Regions from separate parts of the Oryzias latipes genome. Here region 2 is linked to region 1. A link is a contact called in public Hi-C data. All regions are on one chromosome and are shown on one strand. The core of a region is the stretch at or near the end of the contact, and the rest is flanking DNA. Distances in the headings are between cores, read along the strand shown.

Region 1 (3,512 bases), core at 454-2,953:
ATAGAAACACACAGGCGTCCTTATCAACTGAATGAGAATCAAATAAACCCAAAGACTAAATGCTTATTTAGTGCTGCTTATTTCTACCTGGTCCTAATGAGATGAAATCCTGACAATAGAAAATGTTTTTAGACCAATTAGCTATAACTGAATAATTTCCCATGGTACACCTGTCCATCTTTGATTGAAAAACGCTCATTTAATCCTGAAAAACTGGAAATATTTTCACGTAAAAATTAAATCCTTCAAAAGTTCAGATCTTTTTCTTTAAAGATCCGACATCTCTTCTTCCGTCTCTTAGCTGGCAGATCTTCCCCGTTCTCTTTGTTCCGTGTTTTACAGCAGCAGGATGCAGAGGAGAGAGAGCAGGAGGCCGGGCGCTGCTGCCAGCGTCCCAGACGCCCCTCTGCTGGGATTGGGAGGAGTCCTGGGGGGGTTCTGCTTCAGTTTACTGGGTGGAAGCGCCTTCAAGTCCTCCAGGGCGCCGTAGGCCGCCATGGAGAACTCGGGGTCGCCTGTGGTCAGCAAGTCGAACACGCAGGACTGGAAATACACGTCCTCCACCTGCAGGGTCTCTCTGCACTTGGCAGTGGCTCGCTCCACCGTGTAGGCCTGGTGGGGAGGCCGCAGAGGGCCCGGCTCAGTGTTGGCGCCCTGCAGACGGGGGCGCTGGCTTTGGCGGCTCACGGTGTGCTCTTTGATGAGCTCGTTTCGAGGACAGCCGTGCAGGCACAGCTGCAGGCCACCGCCGTCCTCAGAGAAGTCCAGGGTGTCCTCGGGCATGCGGATGGCGAAGGTCAGGTAGCTGCCCACCCGCCTGATGATGATGGAGGTGCCGATGTAACGGGCCTGGATCCTCACCTGCCGACCCACACCGGAGCCGCCTCTCTCCGAGACGCTCAGACTGCCGCTCTCGCCGCCACTTCGAGTCCCGTCCTGGAATGCCAGCGGCAGGTCGTCTGTGGTGGCCTGGTACACCTTCTGATCCGAGCAGCCGAGGTACGACTTGAAGATGACTGTGATCTGAAACAGGAAGTGAAGGCAGCTTTGATGTTCGATGTTGTTAACTAAGGAGAACTGCAGAACAACGTTCCTCTCGGCTGTTAAAGTGTATTTGACCTTTTATTGTTTGTTTGGTCATTTTAGGTTTTTTTTTAAGAAATAAAGTAAAATAAAAAATAGTAATAAATGCATACATTTACAGATCAAATTTAAAAAAATATATTTAAATTAAAATGTTTCTTAAAAAAAAGGCCACACCTGATTTCCGGGTTAAAAAAAAAAACAAATAAAGTCTTTAGCAGTGCACTTTAGAGCCACTAGGGGGCAGCAGAGTATAAAGCATTTTCATCTGCTTTGATGATGTTGATCAAATTTGTTTTATTTTTCCAAGCTCTCATTTTCTTTGGTGGATCGTTCTCTCTACATCTAAAGCAGACTGGATGTGAACTGAAGGTTCTGACGGAAGACCCGCCAGTTTGATCAACACATTCCAGTCTCGGTTATTCCTTTATTTTTCCAGATTATTCTCATATTTTCCCAGAAAGCTCAGAGGTAATGATTTGACCAGAGGCGTGAAAAACATTCCAGATTGCCGATGTGGAGGAAAGTGTTTGACTGAGCGTTAATCACAGCCATATGAGCACCCATGTGTTAAAGGTGGAGCACTCAAGCATGTCTGTGATCCAACACCCTCAAAGGACCCCCCCTCTGCTCCCCTCAGAGATCTGAAGGAGCTTCAAGACACCAGGAATGCTGGAGACCTAAGAGGCTCCACGGCGTGACAATTAACTTCACATGTTTGACGCTTGATGGCAGCGCCGCCACAGCTCTCGATCAAAAACGCTCTGCATCTGGGAGGGGCCTTGTGAGTGAGGCACGGACTGCATTTGAGTTCAAGTATAAGTGAAACGCACGGAGCAGAAATGTCTGTTACCTTGCTGGTTGCTGTGGCGCTTGAGCCGAGGACAACAGGGACATTGGTCACCTGCACCGACAGGAAGCGGTTATCGATCAGTGGCCACGCCCCCTCCACCTTGCAGGTCTGAAACTCATCTCGGAAAGTTCGTAGGTGTGGATCTCCAAATAATCCACAGTGGGCGTACTTCTTCTGCTGAGCGGCCGAGCCGGACATCAGGACCCGGTTCTCATAGTTGCAGAGCTCAGACGCAGCCGGCCGGGGCGTGCTGGGGGATTTGGCGAACGAGGTGGGGCCGTCGCTGGAGCAGTTGTGCTTAAAGAATAACTCCTTAATGGGGAAGACAGCTGAGTGGTAGACCAGATCGCCCCGGCAGCTGCGTGCCTGACGCTTCACGCACAGAGCATAGGCCCGCAGGGCAATGCAGTAGTCCACATCCACAGACGCGTCCTCCTGGAGGCCGCTGGCCAGAGACGTGGACGCCACGTAGTTGGCGTTACACCTCTGGATCCGACACTGCTGGCAGTGAGCTGGACAAGAAAGCAGATCATCATTAGAGCTGAACTGAAACCACTTTGACGAACTTTAAAATCCAAACCAGATTTCCTTCGCTGATCTGTTCCATCTGTAGACAAAACCACATCTCAGCCTCTGATGTGAAGCTCGGCCCGGTGACCCGCTTCCTCACCAAGGTCCAGACCCAGAACTCATGTCCTTCAACCGCCAACAGAAGGGATTTTACGGCTCAAAGGAGCAAAACGGTTCAGTCCGACTGCTGGATTTAGAGCTTGATAAATCCTCATTTACGTGGACAGCGTGTTCTGACTGAACGCCATCCCCCGCTGGTCCAATGACCACAACCTTCCTGTTCCTGTGTTAGTGAGATCTGAATAACTCGTCGTTTGTGACGCAATGCGTTTCCCAGCAGAGGAGCTTGAGGAGCCGAAACATTTCAGAGCACAACCTTCATCATCAACGCGCCCGACAGAAATCCAGACAAACGTTAGACCGCAGCGGTGACCCGTGTACGGACATGTATGACCATAAAGGTTACTCTGTGGACTAGGGCTGCACGATATGAAGAAAACTCGCGATGTGCGATATCAGTGATTAATATTGCGATAACGATATAATTTGCGGTATATAAACAATTAGCAAAACAACCAAAAATATTCTTCCCATTCCATTACAACAGCTTAAAAATTATACTACAAATGACCCTTGTTGACATAGGAGGCGAACATACAACAAAATAGGGCGCCATCCGATTAGTTAACAACGTGAAGGGGTCCATCTGATTGTTCAAATGCAGAAAGGGATTCTTTCAATCCATTAAACACTTCAAGTTGCCATAAGATTGTTTGGCCACATCTATGGTAACCATTTATTGCAAATTTGCTGTCTTTTGCGATATGCATATTGCATAGCTTGATATTGCGATAACAATAAATTTGCGGTATATTGTGCAGGCCTACTGTGGACTAATACTCACCATCTAAAAAATTCATGGAGAAACCCTGAACATGAACCGCCGGCCGGGACGTGCTGGGGGCTTTAGCGGGCCCATCGCTGGAGCAGTTGTGTTTAGAGAATA
Region 2 (3,486 bases), core at 960-3,459, 250 kb before region 1:
AGAATCAATATTTACATCCCGGTGAGTCATGGCAAAGGGACAAATTTTACGGCTTTTAACATTTTTGTCAGGTAATAATTATTTTTCAGACAAACACAACATACACATAAACCTGGGTAATTTCATACAACACGAGTTCACCGTTACCAGGCAACTATTAGCGCGTGCAGAGGTTTACCGTTTCTGTTTATTCACTTATTTATTTTTAATCAGACTTTTTAATTCTTTCATGCATTATTGCGCAAGTCAGCTTCTGCATTAGATGCAGATACGTATTTGTTTGAAATAGCAGCAATGTTTCAACTTTCTTCACATTCAATTCGGGATCCAAAGTGAGGATTATAATTGTAGTGTGTGAGACTGAAATCTGCTGACACAGCAGTTTTTCAGCAGTAAAGCTCAAGAACTGAGGAACTGTTAGAGTATGACTAAAAACAGAAAATAAAAAAATCATAGATGTAAAAAGAAAAGCAAGCACAGAACCAGAAAATAAAGCAGCAAATCTGAATTTTGTGATGACAGAGGCTGTGCTGCCTATTGCCCTTTAATGCCGCTTAATGCTCCTCTGCTTTGTTTTGTTCTCATTATCAGCGAGTGAAAGGCAGAGGTGGCGAGCTCCTCAGACCACCCACTGTAGATTGAACTGACAACAAATGTCAGAAGGAGTGAGGTTCCCCTGGCCTCTGCAGTTTGGCCTTACTTTGTGTGGAATCTGACACACTTCAGACTAACAATCAGAACAATGCTTCATGTGACAGAAAGAGACAGCAGCAGCAGTGGTTTCCGTAAAACCCTCTCAAATGAAAGCCGCCAGTGCGGCCGAGGACCTCAGAGTTGCCGCCCCCCTGCTGTTCGGCCCTGATCCTGAACATCACACTCAGGCATCAAAAGCGGTTCCGCTCAGGAACCCCAAAATACGCTCGAACTGCATTTGATGTGTCTGGAATATAAATGTTGCTTCCATGTTCTCAGACTCCGGGATGTTCTCCAGGGAATCATTATTCTGACTCACAGCGTGCAGGCACGATTAATAACGACTGAACCCACAAGTGCACTTTTTTTTTAAAGTCAAAGGCACAAACCTTACACTTTAAGTGAACAGTTTAGACAAAACGAGTGTGTCCCCCTTCAACAGAACCAGTCTGACAGAAAAAAAGGAGGGGCTTGGATCAGGTTTATGTTTCGTGTGCAGCACTATGGCGCACAACGGCGAATCTCTTTTTTGAGTTATTTTTGAAGGCGGTTTGGTGGTCAGTGATGTGCAAGGAGCAGAGCACCAACACATCCACATGAAAGCTCTTTTCAAGAAAGCGTTTAGCGAGCTGAAGGACAGCCATCTTTCAGGAGCTGCTGTCAGAGGCCGTCACGTGTGTCAACCAACGGTATCGACCTCAGAACGCCACAAAGAAAATGTGTGAAGGAAAACATGAGGTACGTGAATACAAAACATGTGTTGGGGGAAGACTACTCCTCCACAGCCTCACTAATTATATCCAGACATACTGTATTTAAAGACATGATCACTATCCAATCAATGGGGTTTAATGACACGGCACGCCGCTCTGCTCCTGCAGTCACAGCTTACTACAAATCCATGTCTAAAGTGGCGTGTCATTACTCTGGAAATGTTAGACTGCCTTCATGGAACAGAATCCAGTCATGTCTGTCCTTTTGTTCGGTTGGTCCAAGAATGTCGTTTAGCTTTGTTTGAATGAAATGCAGGATATTATAGAATTAACGAAATCCTTTAAAAAGATTGATTGCTGATTCTGTAAAAACTCATCAGGATGGAGGTTTGTTTGATTGGTCAGTGGTTAGACTAGAGGTGCATTTCCTTTGGTTTTCTGCACAGAATCAAGCATGTGACTCTAAATAATGACTGACACCATTTGGCAACTTTTACCTGTGTATGTGGACATCTTTAGTGAGAAAAAAACTTGTCAACGAAAGAAGAGAGTTTCTGTGCTTACAGTTTGTTGGAGAGTCAGAGAAGTTGATTCTGCCGTTTTTAGACAACATCTACAAACCTGTGTCGTTTTCTAGGACATAATTTCTGCAGAGCGGCAGGACTTCATTAAAAATTCATCTCTGATTTGTGGACAGGGCTGTTGATGGGGAGTAACTTTTAATTCCCATCATCCCTCTGTCTTCACTCTCTCTCACCAGGTCACGTGACATAGGAGCATTCCAAATCCCGCCTGGTTCTGCATTCACACCCCTCAGGGCATGCGGGTGTCACGTGAGCCATCACTGCGCTGCATGGTGTCAACAGGTGCTCCTCAGGTTTCAAAAGCTCTGTTAGACAAATGACAGGAGACCCCTCCTCCATGTAATCCCCCCCAGTACGGACATGCAGTAACTTAAAAAGTGCTGGTAAAAAGCTCCATTTGTTTAAAAGCTCCATTGTGCTCCTTAGTTCAGAACCAAAGCAGCTTAAAGAAACAGGAAGCGGACCAGTAGGTTCTTCTCGGCTGCAGATCTTTCCTGGATTCAATCTGAACAACATTATAAGAAAGAGAGGATGTTCTTTGTCTGTTTTGAGGATGTGAGGGAATATTAAGAAAAGTGCACGTAATTATCCTTCCCTGCTGCAGACATCGTCTTTTCATGCAGCACTTTCTAAACATCTCTGCTGTGCAGCGGCAGCTAATGTGTTGTTTTTGGAATAATGAGCTCTTTAAAGGTGTTTAAGAGCTGAAAGAAAAACTAATGTAACAGGAAGCAGCAGGGCTTTGTTCACCTGCAGGGGGGCGCTGTGATTATTTTCAGGCTGCATGCAATATTTCCCAAGAGGAATCCAGGAAGTTCTACTACAAGCAGACTGGTTAGTAACACCCACTGTGAGCTGCTGCCTCCTGCTGTCAGTTATGCAGCAGTCACGTTTAGGCGAGACGGCTCCAGCAGCCCCGTGACCCCAATAGGGATTCAGCGGCTTCTCAAGATGGTTGGATGGCTGGACATCTCCAATGGCCAGGATTCACATTTCTGCTGCAGAATGTCTCAAAAAAGGAGGATATAGGAGTTTTGACCGTGTAAGGCTGGATAATTTTTATTTACTTACAGACTTCACACAAAATAAGAACAGAAGGGTGTTTTTTGGGGGAGAGGAGGATGTCAGGGGGGTATATATTCAAAATGAAGTTCGTAAGATTTGATTGTCACTGGTCAAAGCAGTTTCTCATTCCTGTGAAACAGAGCGACTCTATGTCTTTATGTTTCACTTGTCAGCTGTGCAAACAGGTGACAGCAGCCAGGCGAATCTGTAGACCAGCAGTGAGTAGATTTCATTTTTCATGCACTGAAGCCAAACTTTGAGAGAAAATACTTGGCTGAGCAATCGGCGCGTAGCCATGTCTGTAAATTCCACAGCATCCTCCGGGACGACGTGCTGCTGAAAATCTGCTTCATCAGCAGCACCATCTGAACCCCCTGGATCCTCAGATCCATCCTCTCATCTTCCTCCGTATGTGTTTTTAAGAAATGCCT

Evidence for each region. A called contact is a pair of places that touch in the nucleus more often than the background predicts.
Region 2: a Hi-C map of fibroblasts shows a contact between it and region 1, with 2.2 times the contacts expected there. The contact joins two enhancer-like sites. A contact is called at or near these places in 2 of 5 Hi-C or Micro-C datasets (embryo and fibroblasts).

What each region holds. Positions count from the first base shown.
Region 1 is chr4:7,430,317-7,433,828 of ASM223467v1, reverse strand. LOC101170662 (repulsive guidance molecule A) reads right to left here. Exons shown (of 6, transcript XM_011473839.3): 4 at 3,411-3,512; 5 at 1,937-2,448; 6 at 1-1,023. The coding sequence ends at 337. Among protein-coding and RNA genes, the nearest start is that of LOC101170662, 12 kb to the right of the region's middle. Within about 2 kb of position 1,703, at least 3 of the 8 cell types and tissues checked have an H3K27ac peak or open chromatin away from gene starts, as enhancers often do.
Region 2 is chr4:7,678,829-7,682,314 of ASM223467v1, reverse strand. No RefSeq gene overlaps it. Among protein-coding and RNA genes, the nearest start is that of LOC101171982, 4.9 kb to the left of the region's middle. Within about 2 kb of position 2,209, at least 3 of the 8 cell types and tissues checked have an H3K27ac peak or open chromatin away from gene starts, as enhancers often do.